4 separate regions of the Mus musculus genome follow, and regions 1, 2 and 4 are each linked to region 3. A link is a contact called in public Hi-C and HiChIP or PLAC-seq data. All regions are on one chromosome and are shown on one strand. Each heading gives the region's core, a stretch centred on a gene start, on an enhancer-like site or on the middle of the called end of the contact. The rest is flanking DNA. Distances are from core to core; before and after follow the strand shown.

Region 1 (6,703 bases), core at 3,438-5,937, 260 kb after region 3:
GTGTGTGTGTGTGTGTGTGTGTGTGTGTGTGTGTGTGTGTGTGTGTATGCACACCATGATAGCGTAGCATTGAGATGAGAGGTGGGATTAACTATGAACCCTTGAGAACCAAACGTGGGACAAATTAAAATCCCACCAAGCATTAAGCCAAGAAAAATGGTGGAGACTGGGGCCTGGGGAGAAGACTTTAAGGAATATTCAAAGATGTCTCAACAGAGGACTTGATTCTGATCTGAATCTTAAGTAATAACTTGGCAACTCTGGCAGAGAGAGCAGAGGTGCAAATTCATCAGAAAGGCCCAGCCAGGCTCTTGGACAATCTTTGAGGCAGATACCACTGTCCAAACCCACAGGTATTATGACTCAATGTCCTTTCTGCTCTCAAATCTAGGATGTACTTAGTACCTGGCCTGGCCCCGTCTCCGTCTGTCTGTGAAGTCAAGGCAAAGGTCTCTCTGGGTTTACACAGAAACTGCTTCAAGCAGTTGATGGTGTAGGTGCCCACGAGGGTGCTCCTCCCAAAAGCCCTCCAGTCCACCACACAGATGCTCAGCGGGGGATGCAGCAGTTCATTCTCAGGCAGCTCCTGCAGGAGAGGTGGAAGAAAAATGACTCTACCTGGGGTTGCTCTGCTCCGGCCCTATGGACCACAGATGGGTATGGCTGGGTGTCTGCCTCCCTTTTCCCAGCCTTGAAGTTCTAGTCTTCAGAATAGTTCTGCAGCTTGCCCACACTCTGGGGACAGTCTCTCTAAGCCAGAAAAATAAGCACTGAAACTGTGGGGGGGGCTATTTCTAATACTAATTCTCTCCAAGCACAAACTCCAAAAAGATTTAAATTGCAAAATCTCTCCAACTCCCGTGTTCCCACGACACAGTTTCCAATCCTCATATTCTGTCATTACTGACCACAAGAACCCTCCTTTCAAACAGCAGCTTAACCAGTCCCCATATGTGAAACAGATGAATGTCAAGCCACAAGACTTGGAGCTAAGTAAGAGGACAGTGCGGTACACGTTTGTCTCTCCCAGTGCCCCACAAGGATCCAGGAAGTCCTCTGTGGAAAGTTGTAGACACTGCATAGGTTTCAGTGTCCTATCTGATCACTTAGAACATGTATCTGTGGAGCTGACTGGGTTGTCAGAGAAAACAACGTTTCCATAGGTAGTTCCAACCCACACTAAAACCGTGTGAGTTGAAATATTGTTGAAATATTGAAATAAATAAGAGCAGGGCATGAGAGCAACTGATGTTATAAACACAAAGGATGTTACTTAAATGTGGCCATCAAAGTAAGTTTCTACAGAGCATCGTGTAGCCTGCAGTTCTCAGAAGCAACTAGGGGGCTTGTTAACCCAGGGAGGTCTGTGCCCCATTCTAAACACTTCTGTATTTAGTAGACAGGGCTAGACCTGATGTTTGATATCTTCTTCTTGTGGTGTGTGTTGGGGGAGGGTAGGTACTGGGCATTGAACCCAGAGTGTTAAGCATGCTAGGAAGCCCTCTGCCACTGAGCTACACTCCTAGCCCTATCCTTAGTTTTTATTTTTAAGATTACGGCCTCACTAAGTGGCCCAGGCTAGTCTGGAACTCTCTCTGTGGCCTGGTGAGGTCTTGAACTTGGGCTCCTCCTGTCTCAGTTTCCTGAGTTGGGAGGATGACAGGCCTCTCCCATGATGCCTAGCTGAGACTGTGCAGCAGGCGAGGCTGATGTGGATCAGTGCTTCAACAAGCCCTGTCTAGGATAGCGTTTTCTTGCTTTCTTTGATTTATTATAAGATCTAGACCTGGACACTTGAACAACAGATATCTACTTTTTCTCGTTCCGAAATCCTGGCTTTCTATAGTGAGGCTCCCCATGAAGACAGTACACACTTGAAATCTTGAGGCATCTCCTGTCCAGGCCAAGTGGGTGAAGGAAAGGAGCCCAGCTGTGGAAAGGGAGACGAGAAGCTGAGGGAGGAGAGACCCATACCACTTCAAAGGCCTCTGCCTGCACGCTGAAGTTGGGGTTGTTCTTATAACTCTGGATCACGCAAGACTTCACGCCTCCTCCTCCACACTCAATGAGAACTTGTGGCCGGTCCACAGAGAGGAGCTGTACCTTCTTCATTTCTCGGACACCCCAGAAAAGGACCTGAGGAGAGGGTGGGCAGAGTCAGAGAGGAGCCTGGTGTATGACCAATGGAAAAGCCGATGTGACTCCTGGGAGCGACTGCAGACCGTGCAGCTGCTGGTAGGTCTCCAGTTCAGCTGGCAGGGTCTTTCTTGGGCGAGCTGGCCATCCTGCCATTGTCCTTTAATGATGCAGGTGGGACCACTCCCTCCCCATGAGTTCTAGGGGGCTACCCCTCCCCCTGCCACTTTCTGAACCATACCTCCACACGGTATTTACTCAGCACTGGCCGGATGTTGGAGGGAACAGGATAGATCTGTGTGATGTCCGGTGGGCCAGTGGGAGGGAGGCCCTGCAGCCCAGAAGGAGGGACCTGTGGCACAAAAGAACCCTCAGTGAGCAGACTTGAGAGAAGTGAGGAAGAGTAGCCAGGCTCTGCAGCACTTCCTCAGCAAGATATCTTTATTTCATCAGCCTCAAGAGCAACAAAGACCTTGCAGCCTATCACCTTCTGTCAATCATTGTTGACTGAAAAGCACGTAGTGAGCACTTGGGGTATGCCATGAGACACAGCTTTCAGTGATGATAGCAGCAGATAATGGGGAGTGAACCTCCCACAAGTATATAGATGTTCACAGCTTGATAAAAATAACACCAAAGTATGTATCAGTGGATGCAAAGGGGCTGTGGTCACATCCTAAGCTTTTGATGGCTCTACTAACCACTGCCTCCAGAGAGTCAAGAGCTACAGGAAGACCATACTGTACAGCTCTGGAACAAGATCGTATTTAATGAAATCAGAGAAGCAGAAAATAAAATCTTTTGAGTGTGGAACTTAGGAGGAAAGTGGGTCGCTTTTGTGCCCTTGGGCACCTTACAATCAGTGTGCTGTGCATAAATGCCAAACAAAGGACCTAGAGAAGTCTACTAAAGGCAGTCCCACATGTAGGCCATGTTGCCCTCTATCTGAGACCTACCTTGCTGCCCCCATCTGTCAAGAGCCTTTCTAGATTGGGTCCGGATTATTGAGGCCATTTCCTGCTCTCTGCCCTTTGTGCTGTATCTTCTATATAGACACAAGTATGGGAATTGAGTGACCAAGTACAGAAACCAGGCTTTTGTGAACGACTCTGTCAGCCATTCCATCTCCACCATACTTAAGAGCTGGGGGTAAATATTTAAGGTCATAAATGTTTGCCTTTTGGGGTGACTTCTCAGAGCTCTCTCAGGATAAGGAAACAATTCCCTTTTTCTGAGAATTTTTAAAATATGCCTTTTTAGAAGATTTTCTTTTATTTCATTTTAGTTGTTTAGTTTATGTGTATGAGTATTTGTCTGCACCCATGTGTGTGCACCTCTGGCCTGCTTGGTGTCTTTAGAGCCCAGAAGAGGCCATTTGATCCCCTAGAGTGATGCATAGTTGTAAGTCACCGTGTGGGTGCTGGGAACCAAAGTTGGGTCATCTCCAAGAGAGGCAAATGCTTTTAACTGTTGAGCCATCTCTGAAGCCCCATACATGTTGCCTTTTATAAAGCATGTCTAATAATGATTCTTGGAACCTGGGGAGGGTGAGAGTCAGGATGGAGCTGGACAAAAGATGACTAACACTTTTAGTTGTACTCAAGGGATAATTTCTAATGTCCTATAGCAGCAGGACAAACATGATTAGCAGAAATCGAGGGTTCTGAATATTGACTTCCCCTCTACACACACAAAGACGTGATAGATATCTGAAGTACTAGGGACCCCAAGTGCCCTGATCTGCCCATTCCACATTGTTTAAAAACCCATTTCACTTTATAATAGAGTGAGCATGAATTAGAAATATGCATGGTTGTTACATGACAGATTGAAATAGAATACAAAGAATGTCCATAGTCAGCTCTTTCCTGGTCACTGTCTCAGCTGGTTGTTTCCTATTCATGACACATGGTACTGGGTTATGTAAGGACACTTTCATACAAGTGGACAGGATTCTCTCACCCCCCCCCCATTAGTCCTCTTAGTTCACCCAGAGAGTTTCATTTCTACTTTCTTGTCTTACACACACAAGACTTGACATAACTATATAAGCTCTAAGAAATACAAATGAGAAAAATATCTGCAGTATCTGTCTGTGTGCCTTTTAGCGCTTCTGTGGCTTTATGAGTGATGTTGGAGGAGCAGTTAGCCTCCCAGATGCAGTGACTTTAGCAGCCAGTGCCAGGCAGCTGGGATCTATCCTCACTGCACCAGCTTCCCATTCCAGCTCATTCTGTAGCTTCGTTATCTCTGACCTATTTGGTATTTGAGCATCTGCATGTCTCTTTCTGGGCTTTCAAGTAGTTGGCTTAACAACATCTGCCATGGCCAACAAAATACGTCTGTAATAATGAAATGGAGGGTGTTCAGCTTTGCCAGTTTTGATGAGCAGTCTTCTAACATATGGAGCTAATGTGTCAGTCAGCTAGTAAACATTTATCAAGAAAACACTGCATGTGCAGTACTGCCTGAGGGCTTGGAGAGTCAGAAGAAGTAAGGAAAGATGTCCTCTTGTCCAAGCTCCAAGCTTCACGGAGATGAGTCATAGACCCCAAAGCAGCAGATCCTGAAGGACCCACGTGGTACCCAGCTCGGTGTCTGAGGCTCAGAGAAGGAGAGTACAGGATTACTCACAAAAGCCTGGTTTCTGCACTTGGTTGCCCGATTCCCATGTCTTCACAAGGAAATGGTCAGTGTGGCCTGTATACATAGCTCAGTACATGGGGTCTTGGGGAGGAAGAGGCTATTATGAAGGTGATGTAATTCAACATGGGACAAGTGGAGTGATTTGTTGCGAACAATTTGCTCTAATATTTCAGGGAAGATGAAATATAAAGAACTCACTAAGGTCTAGCTACACAACCAGGGCAAAGACGGGTACTTGGTGTACCCAGTGCAAAAATTAAAGAGCTGTTTACTCGCAGAGCCATGTATGACCTTAATCTGAGCCCTGCACATCTGGATAGCTACAGATGTTCAGTAGCCCTTCTCCTCTCTCTGTCTTCCTGTCTGTGCTCTCATTGCACAGCCTTCTCTTCCTCATCGCAGGGATGAAGGACCATGCTTGGGCTCTCTCACTTTCTAGCTGGATGAACTTGGGAGAGTTACTCCGGATCTCTGCATCTCAGCCCTGTCACTGGTAAATTGGAGACAGTGATGTCCATGTCACAGAGCTGCTGTAAAGAGTTGAGAGGCACGTCCAGCACTCACATGCTTCCTGCCACAGAGAATTTCTGAGGAGGGGAGGCAAGCTGCATTGGCTTCCTCAAGGCTCAACTTTAACTTGTCTCTAGTTGAATGGAGTTGACTCTGGATTGCTCCTGTGTAGGGTGGATGAAGTCCTGAGAGAATGTATGCTGTTGGCATGACAACCACCATATTAAGGACTCCAAGCCTCAGAACCATGGGAATGGCAAGACTTCCCCCATGTCTCAGTCCAGACGTTAACAATGTGTACACAGAGTATTAACTATAGCTTCCTCTTCCCAGGTATCTATGGCCTGACACTGCTCCCCTGCAGAGAACCCTACTGAGATTAGCTAACCCACACTCTCATTCAGTAGAATCTAACACACACTGGCTTTCCAGGATGCTGTTGTGTCTCCATCAGAGCACATGGCCACCTGATTAGTTCCAATGCAGTGCAGAGCAAAGCCCTGGAGGCTTCAAAAATAATTCATAAGTAAAAAAAAACATATTAGTTAAGTTCTCTAGAGGGAAATTATATGTTTGGGCTTCAATTTCTCTACAGATTGTTATATCCAATGTCCATTGAGCAGTAACACATGGTACGAAAGGAGGGGACAATGCAGTCAAATGTCAAGAGAGACAACACCAAGCAAATAGATCCCAAGGGACTTGGGGAGAATCGTCATCAGATATAAACTCTACAATAACCATGCTTAATCTGCTCGATGAAAGACACAGTAAAGGAACTCAGAAAAGAACTGGAACCTAAAGTAAAGAGGAAGAGATGGAAATTCTATCACGATCCATAGAACCACCAGAGAAAAAAAAACTTGGTGAAAGTTTACTTTCCAAAGGAGCAATGATAAGGATAACACACAGCTTCTCACCAGAGAAGGGAAGCCCAAGGCCAGAGTGGTAGTTTCAAAACACTGAAAGACACTGTCACCAACACTGGCAAAAAAAAAAAAAAAAAACCTCAGAGGAAATATATCCTAGTTCAAACAGCAAATGTGTGCATGAGTGTGTGTGTATGTGTGGTGTTTGTGTATTGCATGTGTGTGTGTACGCGCACGCATGTGTGTGTGTGTGTGTGTGTGTGTGTGTGTGTGTGTGTGTGTGTATGTGAGTGAGTGTATGTGTGTGTGCATGTCCTGGCTAGACAGAGACCTTAGTGCTTCCCAGGAAAGAAATGTGAGTTCAAGCATGTACATGCACTGGCATGTTAGCCAGCAGTGGAGGCAAGTGCCACCTCTATGATTAGCTGATGACTCAAGAAGACTCTCCTGGGCCCAAGCAGAGTCTTCTGGAAGATCTTAACATTATGCCAGAGTCCTCCTTCTTGTTTTGCTGATCTGTCCCTAGCTCATTTCAGGTGAAT
Region 2 (6,311 bases), core at 784-3,283, 420 kb before region 3:
CAGTCCACTATCATCAAGGCAGAAACATGGCAGCATCCGGACAGGCATGGTGCAGTAGGAGCTGAGAGTTCTACATCTTCACCTGACAGCTGCTAGCAGAATACTGGTTTCCAGGCAGCTAGGATGAGGGTCTTAAAGCCCATGCCCACAGTGACACACCTATTCCAACAGGGTCACACCTTCTAATGGTGAAAGTCCCTGGGCAGAGCATATACAAACCATCACATTCCACTCCCTGGCTTGTTCAAACATGAGTCTTTGGGGCTCATACCTAAACATAGCATAATAAAAATACATTGATTCTAACTTACAAAGCCCCTATAGTCTATAGCAGTCTCAACTGTTAAAAGCCCAAAGTTCAAGGTCCTGTCTGAGATTCATCCAATCACTTAATCCCCAAAGCAAAAGATAGGAAACCAGCTGGGCAACTCCAAACTCTGCATCTCCACGTCTGATGTCAAAGCGGTCTTCAGATCTCCAACTCTTTTTTTCCATTTTTGTTGACTGCAACCAACTTCTTTCTCCCAGGCTGGTTCCACTCCGTTAGCAGCTTTCCTCAGCAGATAGCCCACGACTCTGGCATCTTCAATGTAACTTCAATGTTACAGCTTCTTGTTTCAGTGTTTGGGATCCACACATGATCTTCTGAGCTCCTCCAAAGGGCTTGCTTCACTTCTCCAGCTCTGCCCTCTGTAGCACTCTAAGCTCAGGTTGATCCACTCCACTACTGCTGCTGTTCTTAGTGATCATCCCATTATACTGGCATCTCCACTATGCTAGGGTCTTCTGCTGCAACTGGGCTTCACCAATAGCCTCTCATAGGCTTGCTTCATAATGCCAAACCTCAAATCCTTTGCATGACACCTTCAATCCTACACTGGGGCATCGAGCCTCCATACGACCAAGAGCCTCCTCTCCCATTGATGCCAGATAAGGCAGGTCTGCCATCCAAATATTCAGGAGGTAGAGGCAGGAGGATTATGAGTTTGAAGTCATCAAGGTCACCAAGATACTGTCTTAGAGAGGAAGAAAGGAAGAAAGAAAGAAAGAAAGAAAGAAAGAAAGAAAGAAAGAAAGAAAGAGGAAGGAAGGAAGGAAGGAAATATATATTGAGTCAGAGCTTTCTAAAGGGACTAAAGCACTACAAATAAAAAAATTGTTTTCTAGCATAGGAAAAATAGCCAGAGTATGAATAAGGTTAAAGAGCAAACCACTAGCTGGCTTAGAAACAAAACACAGACAAGGGGTTTAAACTAGTGTCTGGAATACAACTAGGAGAACAATTTAATAAAAAAGCACGAACAGAGAATTATTCTCTATTCTCTATTGTTCTGCAAATAATGCTGAAACTCTGGGACAATTTCTATCCTCAGATAAACAGAGATTTGAAAAGCACAACCACATGCAGTTTTGGCCAGACCTTGGGCGGGGCGGGGGGGGGGGGCCCACAGTGCGGGAAGGAACAAAACACATTTTCTTACCAAAATCCCAACTTTTTTCCCCCTTTGCTATAGCAATTCAGCTTCTACAGAAAACTCTTCAGACATTCATGTGAAAAAGTTCTGTCCCCAGGTGGAAAGTTCTTGAAACAAATCACTAAGTGGGCAAAGTGGACTATGGCAAATTTGATGTATTGCTAGTATTCTGTTATGGGAGAATTGAGACAGATTCCGAATCTATATTCCTTATTTGTTGCATGTGGAATAAATACCAGCATTTACATGTTGGGTATAAGATATGGCAGATATAGATGGTGGCAAGCCATGATCAGTATTTATTCCTTGCTCAAAACCACGTCAACAGTAGTTTCAATCAAAGGTCCCTGAGTTTTAGAGGACCTCACATGGCTACCCCATTTACTGGATCCGAGTATTCACATGACCAGTGAGATTTTCAGGATGATTTAACTGCTTGGCTGTGGGAAGTCCATGGAGCAGAGTCTAATCTTGAGCTTCTCTCCTGTTTGCTTGGAGAGCCGCTTTGCTTAGTGATCTTAGCTGCAAAGGATTCTACACTGTGTCAGCAGGTGGCTCCAGAGGCAGCTGTTTGTAAGATGGCAACAAAATGAAAGCAGTGTTGCAGAGCAAGCTGACTGCTTAATCTCATGGTCTACAAACACTAGAAAAAAACAAAAGCAATATTGTGTAAATGCTATGTAACTCAGACAAACCTGGAAGTAATAGAGGATTATGGCCACAGATACTCTCTAATGTGAGTCACATTATATAACTACAATTATGTAATTATGTGAAGTGTGTATTATATGTATTGGGAGAGAAAAAACGTGTGCAAGAATGAGAGGGGCGAAAGGAGAGAAGGAGGGAGGGAGGGGAGAGAGAGGTTTAGAGGGCAGAGGAGAAGGTTAAATTTTCTAATAAATTTATTAGTCTCAAATGTTCTCAACCTAGCACCCATCCACTACATGCCAATCTCCTGCCAGATGTCAAAAGACCAAGACTGGACAGTCCTGATGATGTGCAGGAAAATTCTAACTCTTGGTACCATACAGGTCTCTACACAAAGTCAGGTCTTTATACACAGACCTGGGAGAGGTGGGCACTGAGAGTGTCCTTTCCCCTTATAATCAACCACTCACAAAATTGACCTCACCTCCTAGGAGTCCATTTGCCTTGGTCAGCCCCAACCTCATGTCACACCCAGGTTAACCTCACTTCACACCCAGGTTATGGTGGAGGATGTGGGAGGAGCAAGACTATTTTTTCGGGATAGCATTTGAAACATAAATGAAGTAAATACCTAATAAAAAAATTGGAAAGAAAAAAAAATAAAGGCATGCACCACTAACCTGGCCCCCTCCTGTGGCGTTTTGTCACAGTAGCACTAGAAAACTAAGAAAGGAACAGAAATAGGAATACCCCTCAGAAGTGCAATATAGTTGCTTTTGCATGTTTCAGAAATGACCAGCACCAATGGTGCCTAGAGTCTGGCCAGGGTTCCTCACTGTGCAATCTGGACGAGTCTTAAGAAAAGGATACCCACCCTATTCCAACAGTCTTTATGAGACATAGTCCAGGCTTATCAACAGCAAGGCTCTGAGGCCCATTCAAGTTTCCATGTGTTTATAAAGTTCGCATTTGGCCTCACTTCACCTGAGATATACCATGCCTAACTTATCACAGAGAGGTGACCACAAAGGGACAGATTTGGGTGATATTTAGTTTCTGCTGTTCAAAAGTCAGATTTGGCTACAAGATACTAATGGCATCCTTGGAAAACATATTGCCTGAAGTCCTCCGGCATGTTGAGGGCTTGGAGCTCAGTCAAAGGGTTCTTCCTAGGGGAGATAGTGCAGGAAGTGGGTCTGGGGTGGACAAGGCTTTGGCTGAAGGTGAAGAACTTTACATTTTTAAACATAACTCTGAGAGGGAGGAACCGTTGGCTCCATTTTCCTTTCATTACTATCTTGCCTAAAAATTACACTCCAGCCACCTACTATCTGACATTGCATCTTAGATTAGTTGTGTGTGTGTGTCTGTCTGTCTGTCTGAGTACATGTGTGCTATGCATATGTGTGAGGATATACTTGCTGTGAATATGAACCTGTGTGAAGATCACAAGTCAGTATCTAGAGCCCAGCGTGTTTTCCTGGGTCACTCATTCTCTCTGTTGGATTGGCAAGATGAGCTGGCTGTTTGCCTCCAATCACTTTACTGGCTGGTCTTGTAATACCAACTTGACACAAGTTGGAATTATCACAGAGAAAGGAGCCTCCCTTGAGTGTGTGGGGCAATGGGCTATGCACAGACAGCTTGGTCTCCAGTCGAGTTGGGAGGTGGAACCCCGGTAGAACATGATGGATGGTAATTCCCACCTACATGGGACAGTAGGTGTTCCCTCATGTCTCCTGGACCCTGGCTCCTGTCAAAGTTACTGTCCCCACAGCCCCCACAGGAGAGGCTCATGGCTTTCAGTCATGTACACAACGTCCCAAGCTTCTGACCTTCAGTCTAGACTCCTCCCAGTTACCTAGCAACAGCAAGATAACAGCCCACTATAAGAGGGGCTATTTAGCCCCTCCTCACTCTCTTCCTCTCTCTTTTGTACTCTCTAGCCTTTCTTCTCTCTCTCTCCTTTTCCCCCTTCTCTCCTCTTGGCCATGGCCGGTCTCTCCCTCTTTCTACCTTCTCTCTTTCCCCCTGCCTTTCTACAATAAAGCTCTAAAACCATAGACTGTCTCTGCTCATCAAGGCCCGCTGTGCTTGGACGATGGGATAGGCTTTCTCCTAACGAGTCGTGCCTAATCTCCTGTCAGAAGGCCTTCCTGTGCTCCAGCCATGGACCAGACTAAGGACTCTAACCTGCGTGGAAACCTCTCTCCCTCTGCTCTCTTTCTGTATCCCCAGGACCCCTATTCTGTTCTTAGCTCCTCTGCCATATCCAGGATGGGATGCCAGAGACTGAGAACCTGGTACGGGGGCTGCCCCTTGTCCACCCCCTGCCATGTGGGGTCAGTGGCTTCACACAGTCAGATGCCCACCCAGGGCCAAGTGGAAAGCGTCCAGCAGTCCTCCCGTGTCTGCCTGTCCAGAACACAGGAACTCAGGCCGGACTCGGGCTCTCTCCCTTCCCCCCTTTCCCCTACACCCACAGCCCAGCACTTGAGGAAAGGCCTCTATGAGACCCAGCTGTAAGGCATTTTCTCAATTAGCGATCAAGGGTGGGAGGGCCCATTGTGGGTGGTGGCATCTCTGGGCTGGTAGTCTTGGTTCTATAAGAGCAGGCTGAGCAAGCCAGGGGAAACAAACCAGTAAGGAACATCCCTCCATGGCCTCTCCATCAGCTCCTGCTTGAGTTCCAGTCCTGACTTCCTTTGGTGATGAACAGCAATGTGGAAGTGTAAGCTGAATAAACCCTTTCCTCCCCAAGTGCTTCTTGGTCATGATGTTTTGTGCAGGAATACAAACCCTGACTAAGACACTCACCCGTGTCAGGGTCACAGGCCTAAAAACACAAGGCCATGCCCTGTTTTCCCACTGTCTCTATGGATCTGAACTCAGGCCTCATGATCGCATGGCCAGCACCTGACTCACTGACCCACCTCCCTAGCCCGTTGTTCCATTTTCCCTAGAATGTCAGCTCCATGAAGGAGTGTTCTGCCCCTCCTCACCTTTAGATGTGGAAGACTGAACTCAGAACATCACATATGCCAGGCAAGCACCCTATTCCCTGCCTGGGTCTTTGCTTCCTAGGTATTACTGTATTCACGGAATCCAAAACTGCCTCTCCGGAGGCTCTGTGCTGAGTGCATGTATGCAGTTTCTTCTCTCTTCATGGAGAAAGAAGAAATCAGTTTCATCTGAGAGGACATCAAAGCTGTTTGAAGCCATTCACTGGATGTCCTCTCCTTGTGACAGAAATCCCAGGTCTGGCTTTGAAAAGCGGCATCATGAAGGTTCTAGGAGCAGTTTGTGACTTAGTAGTCATTGTTCTGCATGTCATATGCACTCCCAGTGAGCTCCTTTGTAAGTCTTACAGTGTGACAAATAATAACCGCTGTGGCATCGGCCCCTTAGTGCTCAGGAAATGCTCAGGTGAAACACAGTGAGCTCGCCTGTTCCCCTTAGGCTTTTTCAAACACACACACTACAGAAGTAGTTTGCTCAAACAAGCGTGGCCACACAGAAAATTTTATTTGCCATAATTGGTCAGTCTTCTTCAGCATCATGACCCCAGGTCAGATTTTACTGGTTTCTGCTGAAAACAATAACTCCAACCTCATGATGCCTTCATTTCAACAACGAACATAGGTCCCTTCTGGTATGTATCACAAGGTGATGGGATTTCTGGAGTTCAGAGATGTTTGCTTGAACCCCAAAGTTTATCAGTGTCCTAGGCGACACAGCCACTGCATCAGTGTGTAGAGTCCAGGCCCGAAAGGCTTGTCACCAGTTTGTTTTTACAAGTACAATAAAGTGACACCCATCATAAGTTCCCACCTTCTCTTTTGCGTGTGTGTATGTGTGCGTGTGTCCTTCCATGAAGGCCAAAGGTCAATGCCAAGTGTTGTGTTACTTTTCTAGTGCTGAGATCAAACATCAGAACCAAGACCACTAATAGAAATGTTTACTTGCGCTTACAGTTCCAGAAGAATAAGAATGCATCCTGACTGGGAGTCACAGCAGCAGGCAGGCCTGGTGGCAGGAGCAGGAAGCTCACATCTTGAAGAGCCATAAGGAAGCAGAGAGAGCAAACTCTTAAATGGTTTGAGTCTTTAAACTCCCAAAGCCACCATCCATGACATACTTCCTCTGACAGGGCCACACTTCCTAAACCTCCCAAACGGCACCATT
Region 3 (6,216 bases), core at 1,249-3,748:
TGGGCTACGTGGGACTCAGGATCGAACAACTCTTAGTGAAATGAATTCCACCAGCTACACCTGACACCAACTGCCTGTTCACAGCATCTGACAAAAGGCAAGCGCTTCCTATAGTTTCTTGACCAGGAAAAGAAGTCTATAAAAATCTTAGGATTTTTGTACAGCTATTATACTGCCCAAGGCTAGAACTTTAGATTACAGTTCAGAGAAGTGATCCTTGGTTTTAAGACAAGGTCTTACTCTATACCTTGACCAAGGTTGCCCTTGAACTTATAGCAATCATCTTGTCTTCAGCCTTCCAAGTACTGAGATTACAGGCATGAGTTATGCCTTAACTCTTTTTAACATAAAATAAAAAAGATCTAATATTTAATACTTTAATACCACACCCACACACAGACACTCCACTGAGAAATGCTATAGAATTTGAGTTACCTCTACTTACTGCCCCTTCCTATGTAATTTAGTCTCGGTATCAAAGCAGCATCACATTAATGCTTCAGTCTGGAGTTCATAACTTGGTCACACTGATTTTTCTCCAACCTATTATTTTCCAAGACCCCATGGCTACCACTTTAGTGCAAACCACTGTCACTTTGTACCTGCAAACTACAAAACATCTGTAGAAATGGACACTGGTTTCCCTATTTTGATCTTGGCTTACCAGTTGATTTCACATAATGTAGCTAGTACTCTGTGGGACCAATACTGTATTTCATGTAATAATGTCTGTATGACTTACTAGAAAAAAAAGCCACACGATCCAATTCAAGGAGGCTCTATATGCAAATAAATCCAAGACCAAATGAATATTAAGGCCATATCACTGAAAGCTAAGGTAAAAAATGCAGAATTCATGTCTGCACAGGTGAAACCTATTTTAATGAGTCACATTGGTTTCCTCTGATACTTTAATACATTCTCAATGTGATCAACAGAAGACAACTTTGGATCGATCTAGAGTTCATTTTCAGACCACAGATCACTTTAAAAGGTCACCAGAAAACAGAAGGGTGAGAACACAGCCCTCGATGAGGCACTCATCTGGCAATTACTGTGTCAGTAAATCTACTCCTTCTGGCCAACTAGAGGTCAGGGGCCGGCATTCTAGATCTAGGACTATGTGATCCACGTGAGGGGCGTAAGATTTCACTGGGTGGACATGCAAGATTCGTGTCCTCCATGGTTTCCCATGCACTTGATGAAGAAGAGAGGCGATCTGAGTTTCTGCAGATTCTGCCCATCTCCACCACTCTGGTTTGTTGGCCGATGATATTTCCCCCCTGAAATTCTCAGTAGTTCCATTTCCCTGTGTATCAGTGGTGATTTTCTGGGGACGAGGCCAGTGCTCTTTTTCCACGTTATTGCTTCCAGGTGGCTGTGGAGTCTTTCCTGAGAAAGACTCCACATTTTGGTGGATATGCAGAATACCCCCAACGTCCTTCCGAAGCACTTGGCAGGCAACGGGCCAGCCTTCTTTAGAACTGGGAATGAGCCCGAGGTTCACCCTATCTGCAATGTCTGAGAGCTTCAGTTTCCTGTTGTCCCCAAAATGTATTTGGCACCGGTCTGCCACTCCATTGATCTCCAAGTTGTTTCTTAAAGCAACTACAGCATGAGGATTCCATTCACAGGCATGTACGAAGGCAGCGCCAGCATGAACTAGGAAGGGCAATGTAAAATAACCAATCCCTGCGTAGAGATCCACCAGCACCTCTCCAGCACAGGACAGAGACGCCACTCGAAGTTTCTCGGTGATGTTTCCAAAGGAGAACATGCACTGTGTCACATCAAACTTATACCGGATGCCATTATCCATATGCTCTACCCAGCCATGGTCACCCAGCAGCAGAGTCACTGACGGAGTTCGAGTCCCATCAGGTAGCACCCGCCCTCGTTTTGCCAAACGTTGAACTCCCAGGGCCGAGGCAACAGTCTCCCAGAGTTCTGGCTCCAGACCTTTCCACAGCGTGGCTTGGAAGCAGTCTTCACTAAGCAGCATTAGGTCACCATGCCGTTGCCAAGACCGGGGCAAATCTGCCTCCAACTCAGCGGACCACGTCACTCCGCGGTCCTCCACCCAACGCCTCACCTCCAGACACAGTATCTGAGCAGGTGAACGAACCCGGGCCTTTTTGGAAGGAAGAGGATCCGGGAGCCGCGTCAGCACACAAGTGCTGCCTGGGGCCACGCGATCCCTCAGCTCCTGCAGATGCTGCTCAGAAAGGCTTTCCGCCAGCACCGGCAGAGCCACCGCGCCATCCCGCAGCTTCGCCACCCGGTGCAGCCTGTCCAAGAGTTTCTGCTCCTCCAGGTAGTCTCGGTATCTCTGCGTGAACCGGGGCTCAGTCACAACTGCGACAACTACAGACTCCTCACACTCTCTCTCCATGTCGCTAGTGTTTGTACCCCGTCGCCGTCCATCAGCGAGATTCTCCGGCTGCTCTCTCCCTGCAAATCTTCCACTACAACCGGAAGAGCTAAACTCGCTCCGCTACGGCGCATCGGAAGTGACGTCAATAAACAAAGCCAGATCTCGAAGTATTACTGCGATCAGGGAATGGAATTTCGGGTGCAGTGGGTTGCTTTCTGGAACCGCGGCAGCCATTTTTGTTATGGTTAGTCTGTACTTAGGAAACTTAGTAATTCTATGAACTAAAACTCATGAAATGAGTCGATATCCTCCGGAAACGTTATACACTCTCTTTAGCGATGCTCGTAATTTTTTTAAAAAGTGAATTTGCAGTGGATTGAATTTACAGAAAGGATTCCAAAACTCTAGTGTTGCTTATAAATTAGCACCAGCCACCTTATTGTTGGAAATGAAATGTTATAAAGCTTCCTTATTCCCTTTTCTTGCAAAGATTTTCATCACGGCTGCCTTGTTATCCAAGGAGGGAAACATGTCAACTCTCAAAAATGGGAATCTTTGTCTAGAAAATGTTGATTACCCGAACCACCTTGAGAGAATTGCTATTCTAATGAGAGATGGCCCAGAGGGTAAGGGAGTTATTTGCCACCAAGCCTGACAACCAGGATTCCCAGACCCCACATGGTAGAAAGAGAGAACGAAACCCAGGTCTTTTGCAAAATCATCAAAATCTCATAATTGCTGAATCTCTTGTCTTTTGTAAAACACATTTATCTTTTAGGGGGCAGCGTACTCACGCCATAGTGCAGGTGTCAAGGTCAGAAGACAACTTGCAGTGTCTCTCCTCTTTTTCCACCATGTGAGCTCTGAGGAAGAAACGAAACTCAGGTTGTCTGACTTGGTTGCAAGCTCCTTTACTTGTGCAGCCGTCTTGCCAGGCCATTCTCATCCTTTAGCGTATTGACTTATAGGTCTGTAAATGTAAACAGTGAAATGAATATTCATGAGCTATAGCCGTAGTACATTTACGTGGGCCCTATAAGAAAAATCAAATGTGAGACTTTTCTATCAAATGCTGGAAAACTTCTGTTTAGGACAGAAGTTGAAATCTTTTTTATCTCTCCCCAATTGTCAGACTTTTATGCAAATGTTTTAATTTTCCACCTACCCAGTAATCCCTTTGTTTACACAAAGGTCCATTGCTGTATTCCAGGAATTTGATATCCTGTAGCAGTGACTTCTTTCTTCTTCTAACCCTGACCCCTTTCAGCTTTCAATATTTCCTGTGTGCCAGTTCCCTTAATTAAGGCTGTGAGGCTGGACTCCAGACTGGGGAACAGACCCAGTTACCACCTGAGTTAGAATACAAGCCAAATGCACTTCCTGTGTTTGTGTGTTCTCTCTTCTAAGCACACCCTCTTGATCAAGAGGTGAAGTTTGCCTTGCCCAGACAATTAGGTTGGAATAGTAGTCTCTTCCTTTTCAACCTGGGACTTATTTCTAGCACTTTCCCATTGAGAGCATCCTTTTCCCACCAGGCTTGAGGACTCGGGTTATCTATACCTTTTTCTTCCGTGGCTCACTGGTTATTTAAGGCTGCATTGCTTTATTTCCATATACTCAAAAAAGTTTTCCAAATTATTGTTTTTATTTATTTCAGTTTATTTAAAAAATGTACTCTACCATTGTCAGAGAACATATTTTGTATGACTTGGGCTCCTGTAGACTTACTGGAGCCTTTCTCATAGTTTAGAATATGGTCTGTTCTGGGGAACGTTCTATGTGCATTTGACAGGAGTGTCCACTCTGCTCTTGACGTGTGGAATGTTCTGTCTGGTAGCAGGCATCTTTTCAGCTCATGCAAGTAAAACAATTCTGGGGTGGTAGAGTGCTTGTCTAGTATGCTCCAGAGTCTGGGGTCAATCCCTGGTCATACATATTCCTATAAACCTCCAAACACAATTGTCTATAGTCTTTCTTACTGAGACCACACAGTCTCTCTCCAGAGCTGCTTAGGTACCTCATACAGATCTAAGCATTAGATAAGATCTTCTCTCTCTCTCTCTCTCTCTCTCTCTCTCTCTCTCTCTCTCTCTCTCTCTCTCACACACACACACACACACACACACACTTCTACCCCTCTTCTGTGCCCAGAAAACTGTACTTCTGCCCTGTTATTCCACCATACTTGTCAGACCTGAGACAACAAGTGCCTTCACAGGACTTCTTTGTCCCATCCTGTCCTTCTTCAGTAAGACAAGCCTGATTCCATATCACCATGCAGAATTTTACAGTCGAAATCTTTTCATCTCATGCTGGCTATCTTTCCCCAGAGGGAGTTGGTTTGTTTCCAAGAGCTAGGGGATGGAGCTGGACTTTCTCCCTTACTGTATTTCATTATTATTTTCATGAGTACTGCCACACAGAGTTGGACATAATGTATTTACATAAAGAACGTGTAAGTGAACTGTTAAATGAAAGGCTGAAGAAATACCTGAAGGAAAATTACTTCGTAGTTTGAGTGTTTTTGTTTCAAAATATTGTCGCTAGAGGGCAGCAATAGCCAGCACAGAGCAGTCAAAACTGACAAAAGTCCTGGAGGGTTTGCAAGTCTAAAGCTCTTCAAGGATCGCACCTTTTCCACAGGCCTTACTCGACACCCTTAGATGCCCTTTACTGTCACGGACTACCCAGGTAAGCAAACGTAGCTCTTTCCAGGAACGCATTAATAGTACATAGGTTTCACTGTGTGATAAACATTGGTTTTTAGAGTGGTGCACCGAACCCATATATAGTTGTAGTACCGCATGATTCCACTGGGGGCATGCATGGGCCACTTAGCTGGTGACATTCCCAAAAAGAAATGCAAAAAAAAAAAAAAAAAAAAAAAAAAAAAATCTTCACCTCTGGCTCAGAGCTGTGTGGGCGTTCTCTCCACCTTCCTTTGGCTCACTAGATGCTTTTTACACACCTGGCCAATCCTCATATGACAACTTTCGGGAATCACTGAAGACGATGACCTATCATATCCTCGGAGAAGGCTGAAGAGAAGGCACACCCATCTCTTACTTGCACGGAACCTCCCCTCATCTTTGAACTTACCTAAGGAATAGCCCCTATGTTTCCCAGTCACTTTTCTCTGCCTCTCCCCACCCCCTTCTACCATTAAATCTATAGAAAGTTATAGCTCTTCCTTAACATGCTACAAGTTTTCTGTTCATGTCTCACAGGTGGCGCAGGTCAGATATCCTTGTCAAACAGTGGCTTCTTCTGTAACAAGGGCCCTCACTTCTCCCTCCCTTGAAGCTTTGCACAGTGCCTGAATGAGAGGGTGCATGCAGTAGTGAGTCAGTGACATCTCAGAGTGGGCTATTTTGCTTTCAGGATCTGGTTATCCTTGAACTCACAGAGATCCACCTGCCTCTGCCTCCCAAGTGCTGGAACTAAAGGCGTGCACCACCACAGTCTCACACTTGTTCTTAAAGATTAAGTTTCAGAAATGTTCACCTGCATGGGCCCCTTCCAATTGTGTGTGTGTGACGGAGTGTGTGCTGAGCAATCTCCTTACATGTGGGTCATATGTCTTTGTAAAGTTTGCAATGTTTTAATCAAAAGCCGTAAGGATCACCGTGCCGTGCTGTTCATTCTCCCCTCTGGCCCACTCCCATCTATGTAATGTAGCCCTGGAGAGGCTGCTGGCATTTTGGAAACCTGGTAGGTGAAGTCAAAATAAGAGTGCATTGAGTTTTGACTTAGTGGGGTACATGCAAGAGATTGCAATCATCCCCACATGTATAAGGGTATTGGTAGCTATTCCACTTTAGGACTACCTTTCAGTAACATTC
Region 4 (6,081 bases), core at 387-2,886, 440 kb after region 3:
AGTTCTGCTTCATTCAAAAAAAGCATACAAGAATAATCAGATCAGAACATGAAGTGTACAGTAAGAGATAAAAACCATAACTAACAAAACATCTGGAAGAATAAGGAATGGAGATTACAAACACAAAACCAATTGGTAGGTATTATGTTGAGGTTTGGTCTGTTGCTCTTTATTGTACCACTAAATACTGGCCCAAGGGCTGCCCAGGGACAAGAGAATCCACGTGTACACCAAGTGGTGCTATGTGACCTTGCTTCTTAATTGAGAACTACTGACTGAATAAAGATGCCCACAGCCTATTGCTGGGAAGAAGAGAGGGAGGCCGAGTTTGGGTTCCCAGGCTTGGGGTCTGAAGAGAACCATGAGGGGAGGGGGTGCAGGGGAGAGAGAAGGTGGGGAGAGAAGATGCCATGGGACATGTGAGTCATGAACACACCGCCATGAGCACTGGCCAATGGGGGTTAAGAGCTGCCCACATGGAACAAGGCAAGTTATAACTCAGCATTATTAGTGAGGAAGGGGGTTTTAGTAGCTTAGAGGATAGATATATGCCTAGCTCTAATGCGTTAAAGGCTTATTATAAATATAAAAGTTGTATGTCTTTTATCTGGGAACTGAATGATCAAAGGATGGATAGAAACCCCCAACTGACATTAAACATTTATTACAACAGTATTATTTCATATATTTTTTGCACTAATGAATATAAAATTCCTATGGAATAGTAAAAACCTATTTATTTATGACTAAAGGAATTACAAAACCACTACAAATTCTCTAAATTGAACATTTAACATATAAAATTCATAACTAAACCACAAAAATCTACTTAAACTATTAGCCAGGTTGCAGGTCTGACAAAGAGAACACAAAGACCAGGGGCCAGGATGAAAGCAGTGAGAAGCAGCAGCAGCGTGAGGGACTGGGCTCACTCACTCACAGGGAGAGACAATACAGCAGGCATAACTATAACACTCAGGAACACCGCTCCACATTAAAAACAACAGGAACAAAAACTTAAATAACAACAGCCTCAGACCTTACCTCAGTCCTATCAAATTAAAAATAATAAAAGGCTAGATAGAAAAGATTATAGACAGTACACGGGCTAAAATATCTCTACCCTGTTTCTCAGCATATCAAATCATATTAGAAGTTAGTCATGTCACCTTACAAATCACAGAACTCATTCACTCCTTCACTGTGCTGACGTCTAAAGAGCTCCACAGGAGAAGATGGGGTAGAGCAGAGACAGGAAGCAGCAGGAATATCCCAAGCTCCAGGACAAGGAGCATGTACACTGGAGAGCCGCCCTGGTGTGCAGTAGGAAAGGTCCCAGACGGGCAGCCCAGGGCACTCACCTTCTCTAATTCTATAAGGAAGCTGTCCAGAGACTCATCTGAGAGTTTGCCTACTTCAAACATGGTGACTGCGTGGCTTTTCAAGTTCTGCAAAAAGAAGCACATTATTAAACTCTGCTTTTCCTTTTTTTATGCTAACAACATTTACTATGCTTCTACTACATTAAAACTGAAGGACAGGCAACGTGAGCGTGTGCTTCACTCCTCATTGGACACTCACACTGCTCACAGGAATGTAACACAGCTGGCTGCTTTCAGGACCTGTTCTAATCTTAAAGACATTTGCACAGCAGCAAATGACTTTATATCTTATCTTTACTGAAACCTCGTTACACCCACAGCATACCACTCACCGGTGAAAGGTTTCCCATCATTAAGAATGCAGTCAGAGTGGAGTCAAACAGGAATGCAATTCGCTTTGTGTACCCAGTGGACAGACTCAAACTGCTCACACTGGCCGTGTCAGCTGAAAGAAAAAAATGAAATATGGAATCAAGTCAATGAAAGCCTTCTTTGCTTATCTTCTGAACTAAGTTTTTGCTTCAGCTTTATCTGAACAGCCAAACAAACTTAATTAAATATAACCAATACCATAGTCTTAAGATATTCAAGTATTTTGCATCAGGGTCTCACTATGTAGCAAGGACTGGCCTTGAATTCCAATCCTCCTGCATCTAGCTCCCTGGTACAAAGATTACAGATATGTACCATTTCTTTCTTTCTTTTTTTTTTTTTTAAGACATTTAGATTTGTGTTCTTGCGCTAGTTTGTCAAATCAAACTGATACAAGCCAGGATCACTGAAGAAGGGAGAATCTCAATTGAGAAAATATCTCTGAGACACTAGCCTGAAGGCACATAAGTGGGGCATTTTCTTGACTACTGATTGATGTGGGAGGGCCCAGCTCTGTGCAGATGGTCCTGGGAAGTATGAGAAAGAGCTGGAGCCTGGGGAGCAAACCAGTGAGCAGCACTCCTCAGGGGCCTTTGCCTGAACTCCTGCTTGTTTCTGTCTTGGCTTCCCTTCACAACGGGCTGTGAGCTGGAAGCTCAAATAAACCCTTTTCCTCCTCAAGTTGCTTTTGGTCTTGGTGTTTTATCAGAGCAAGAGAAAAGCCTACAAGCACAGTTAATTTCCTTGAAAACCATAAACAAACATCCTTGGTAATCATCAGCTCAATAAGCACTACCAACAGGCTTATGTTCCTGAGTGTGTGGCCCAGGTGACAGGCAGAACAGGAGAAAGGCCAGCCCAGGCTCCGAGTACCCTCAGCGTCTCCCTTTGGCCTTAGCTGGCACTCTCTCTCTGGCTAACATGGCCTTTCCTGTGTGACCAGTGAATTCACAGCCGCTCTAACCACATCCTATTCCTGAAGGCAAAGGTTGGGACTTTGTTTATTTTTGCAGCCCCAGACACTACGACTATTTATGTTGGGGGGCTATACTCCATCCCTTCCTCCCTCAACTTAACTTCCTGACAGTAAATGCCACGTTCTTATTTGTCCTATACCTTCGGTGTTCACAACACTGGTAAGGACTCAGACTGCACACCACATAGGAAGCCAAAAGCAGAGCTATAAAGGAGATGCAGGGCTGTGTCTGGACATAGGGCGCACCGACAGACAGACTGTAAAGCACACTGAGGTGAGCGGCTGCTGACCTGGATCCTCTTGACTATTTGTGTCTGTGTCAGTAGCAGAAGAGGCTTCTTGCACGGGACTCCTACTCTCCCCGCCATCCCACGATAAGAGCATCTTTTGTGGGTCTAATGTGCTCCTATTAATGAAAAATACATTCATGTTTTTAAAAGCACATAAATGATCTCACGTGAACACAGCTACTGAAGTTGGTACTTGCAACTGTGAACAATCCACCCGAACATAAGCCAATGCACACATCTGAGACTGAGACGAGTTCTCAATCTGCTCTGGCCATAAAGAGCACTGTGACTAAAACCCAGGCACACGTTCTTCTCATTTCTTAAGTTTATAAAATAGTGTATGCGCTTTTTTCCTAAACAACGAGTTCTTGCTCTCCATCAGATTATACAGAAGATCCATCATACCCAGATGACTGAGGCACTAGTATACAGGATTCACCTCAATTGGCAGAGTAAATTAATAAAAATAAAAACAAAAACAAAAAAACCTTTCTGCATGTAAAAATTCTTTTCAAAAGGAAACTGTCATAAAGGACAAATGAATTACTTTAGTCTATTCACAGATGGAACATTCTTCCATGACGAATGAAGTTGATCCAAATTTATCACTTGTCCCTTCTTATGGGCAAAGCCCAATCGGCAATACATTGAAACAGCATTCTGAAAGGAACAGAAGGAAAATTAGCATTAAAACAGACATCAGATTATTTGAAGGAAAAAATTACCTTCCAAAACTAAGCCTCTGGTGATGTGCCAGAGTTCCTCCTGTACCGTGCCCACAGAACAGTCTGAGCCAGGACTGCGGTCCCTAGATCCTCTACTAAGGAGGCTGGAGTTACAGCTTTAACAAGATACTGACCAGGCTGCTTCTCGGTGCCCACATTCATGTGAGTGCTCTATTTCATCCCACCTGGTGGAAAACAGACTAAGGGCTTCCACCTTGCCCTTTCTCGCTCTGCAACCATCCCTCTACCATGCAGACTCCCTCAAGCAGCCAATAAGAATCAGTAAGTAATGTATCAAGATGAAAATCAACTAGCAAAATCCACCCAGTACTCACATTACAACGGGTTAAAAAAAAAAAAAACAAAAACAAAAACATACCTTCACCAGCGATAAGTCTATCTCAAGGACATTTGCAAGCTAGAAAACAAAAGTGAAAATTACCGTTCCATCTCAGAATTATCAGTAAGTCCTCTCAAGAATGTTTTTGCCACACTTACCTCTGCAACATTAGTGTGTTCATCTATAGACACAAATATCTTATAGAGTAGGGTTTCAAAATAATCACCTTGTACCCGATTCATTACAAAGCCTTCCAGAGGGGGGACTGAAATAAACAAAACGGACTTTTCTCAGCACTGGGTTTCATAAAACAACAGAGTGTAACTCAAATGCCTGTGCAAAAAGAGAAATCTTTCAGAAATTGAATACAGCTTCTATGCAATTCATCCACTCCATAGCAACCTTTCAGAAGTTCCCACAATTAAGGCCCACACAACATCACCTACACAGAGCTGTCTGAAGGTTCACAAGGAACTCTCAATTACTGAGGCAAAGAGAATACTAGACCGTTCAGCCTTAGTGAAAAGACACGAGCGGGGCTGAGCCTCAGAAGGGTTGAGAGAGCGGTGCTTTTGATGCCTATAGGCCAAGAAAATGTGCAGCAGAAGGAAGACTGACTGTCAGAGAGTTAACAGACGCCTTGGGAACAAGTGGAGGAAGGTTGGCTGCCTCCCCCATCTCTAGTTCACCCTGAGAAGAAACAAGTCCGCAGAGGTCACTAAGGGGCCAAAGGTCAAGACCAGCACACAGCAGCCACTGTGGTAGAGTGTCCATTCATATTCAAGCTCTCTCTCTCTCTCTCTCTCTCTCTCTCTCTCTCTCTGTTTTGTCCAAATGCTTTCATCTGATTTAGCAGCAAACTCTGCCTAGTACAGTAAAGAAGGCGTGTGCTTTTGTTCACATTCTTCCATGTGTACGCATCCCTTCAAAACATCCTGGGAAAGAGCCAGCAAAACAGCACTGGATGGATGGCAAGCCCAACAACCCACACTCAGTCACCCACATGGCAGAGAGAATTAGACTCCTGAAAGGCGCCCTATGACTTCCTTTCACACAAACACAACATGTCCATGGAACATATGCACTCATATACACAAAGGAAAATGTAAAAAAATGAAATCTCACAGAAAAGTGGAGAGCACAGGCCACTACATTTTTTCCAGTAATAAAAACTAAGGGTTCCTTTTTAGAAATGTTTAGCAGGGCTGGAAAGATGGCTCAGCAGTTAAGGGCACTGACTACTACTTCAGAGGTCCTGAGTTCAATTCCCAGCAACGACATGGTGGCTCACAACCATCTGTAATGGGATCTGATGCCCTCTTCTGGTGTGTCTGAAGACAGCAACAGTATATTCACATACATAAAATAAATATATACATCTTTAAAAAAAAAAGAAAAGAAAAAAGAAATGTTTTAGCAATTCCCTACCTAACAAGTTAAAACTTATGCTACAGTACTGCTGTGTCCAAGCATTTCCTGAATGAATACTTGCTAGGTGCTGAACACCTGCCAAATACAATGCATTCACCACTTCATCTTTTAGCCGTACAAGTTGTACAGTATTACAATTATCCCTTCCTTGGTGATACTAAGGTCCTAAGAAGTTAGACATTTCAACATATAATTTATATCTGGATAATAACATGAGAAAACTTACAGAAATATAAAATCAGTTTCTAATGTGTATTAAATTAACATAAAGTATTTAGTAAAATCCAGCTTAAGCTATGGGTCAGAAGCCAGCTGTGCATTTGTCCTTCTAAGACCCTGGCCACTGGGCTGGAGAGATGGCTCAGTGGTTGAGAACATGGTTGTTCTTGCAACTCCAGCTCTAGGTACATATACTGTAGTACATACACGTGTACATGTAAATACATAATAATAAAAACACTTTCTGAAATAAAAGATACTGGTCAGCCAAATACAATAAAAGCATTATTTCATCTCAAATATAAAAACATGTTTCAGACAGACTGCAAATTATTTAGAATTTTGT

The links. A called contact is a pair of places that touch in the nucleus more often than the background predicts. HiChIP or PLAC-seq counts read pairs in DNA pulled down with a chosen protein or histone mark.
Region 1: an H3K4me3 HiChIP or PLAC-seq map of the SCID.adh cell line shows a contact between it and region 3, with 20 read pairs. The contact joins the enhancer-like site here to the promoter of Trmt12 in region 3. A contact is called at or near these places in 2 of 39 promoter capture datasets (cranial neural crest and embryonic stem cells), 2 of 15 datasets of contacts at CTCF or cohesin (the NIH/3T3 cell line and pro-B cells), 1 of 484 Hi-C or Micro-C datasets (bone marrow-derived macrophages), 17 of 115 datasets of contacts at active chromatin or transcription factors (the SCID.adh cell line, acute myeloid leukemia, bone marrow-derived macrophages and 8 more) and 4 of 9 other capture datasets (adipose tissue, embryonic stem cells, liver and 1 more).
Region 2: a Hi-C map of liver shows a contact between it and region 3, with 1.7 times the contacts expected there. The contact joins the enhancer-like site here to the promoter of Trmt12 in region 3. A contact is called at or near these places in 9 of 39 promoter capture datasets (the C10 cell line, the HPC-7 cell line, cranial neural crest and 4 more), 6 of 484 Hi-C or Micro-C datasets (the G1E-ER4 cell line, the N1E-115 cell line, embryonic stem cells and 2 more), 13 of 115 datasets of contacts at active chromatin or transcription factors (the 230-238 cell line, the SCID.adh cell line, acute myeloid leukemia and 8 more) and 2 of 9 other capture datasets (adipose tissue and pancreatic islet).
Region 4: a contact with region 3 is called in an H3K27ac HiChIP or PLAC-seq map of extraembryonic endoderm stem cells. The contact joins the enhancer-like site here to the promoter of Trmt12 in region 3. A contact is called at or near these places in 11 of 39 promoter capture datasets (the HPC-7 cell line, the SN4741 cell line, Sertoli cells and 7 more), 4 of 15 datasets of contacts at CTCF or cohesin (the NIH/3T3 cell line, embryonic stem cells, large pre-B cells and 1 more), 4 of 484 Hi-C or Micro-C datasets (bone marrow-derived macrophages, embryonic fibroblasts, embryonic stem cells and 1 more), 37 of 115 datasets of contacts at active chromatin or transcription factors (the 230-238 cell line, the NIH/3T3 cell line, the SCID.adh cell line and 26 more) and 5 of 9 other capture datasets (adipose tissue, embryonic stem cells, liver and 2 more).

What each region holds. Positions count from the first base shown.
Region 1 is chr15:58,614,260-58,620,962 of GRCm38.p6, reverse strand. Fer1l6 (fer-1-like 6 (C. elegans)) reads right to left here. Exons shown (of 41, transcript NM_001370912.1): 23 at 2,378-2,488; 24 at 1,975-2,136; 25 at 406-586. Among named protein-coding and RNA genes, the nearest start is that of Gm36451, 21 kb to the right of the region's middle. Within about 2 kb of position 4,687, at least 13 of the 459 cell types and tissues checked have an H3K27ac peak or open chromatin away from gene starts, as enhancers often do. A contact at or near this core is called in the SCID.adh cell line and bone marrow-derived macrophages, where this site is marked.
Region 2 is chr15:59,287,388-59,293,698 of GRCm38.p6, reverse strand. Gm36617 (a long non-coding RNA gene) reads right to left here. Exons shown (of 4, transcript XR_875370.3): 3 at 6,099-6,179; 4 at 1,748-2,118. Among named protein-coding and RNA genes, the nearest start is that of Sqle, 25 kb to the left of the region's middle. Within about 2 kb of position 2,033, at least 16 of the 459 cell types and tissues checked have an H3K27ac peak or open chromatin away from gene starts, as enhancers often do. A contact at or near this core is called in bone marrow-derived macrophages and liver, where this site is marked.
Region 3 is chr15:58,868,931-58,875,146 of GRCm38.p6, reverse strand. It overlaps Trmt12 (tRNA methyltranferase 12), which reads right to left and starts at 2,498. Exons shown (of 1, transcript NM_026642.2): 1 at 1-2,498. The coding sequence starts at 2,392. The coding sequence ends at 1,052.
Region 4 is chr15:58,428,261-58,434,341 of GRCm38.p6, reverse strand. Fam91a1 (family with sequence similarity 91, member A1) reads right to left here. Exons shown (of 24, transcript NM_145959.3): 9 at 4,244-4,350; 10 at 4,125-4,163; 11 at 3,568-3,680; 12 at 3,021-3,136; 13 at 1,715-1,827; 14 at 1,362-1,448. Among named protein-coding and RNA genes, the nearest start is that of Fam91a1, 16 kb to the right of the region's middle. Within about 2 kb of position 1,636, at least 18 of the 459 cell types and tissues checked have an H3K27ac peak or open chromatin away from gene starts, as enhancers often do. A contact at or near this core is called in extraembryonic endoderm stem cells and intestinal villus epithelium, where this site is marked.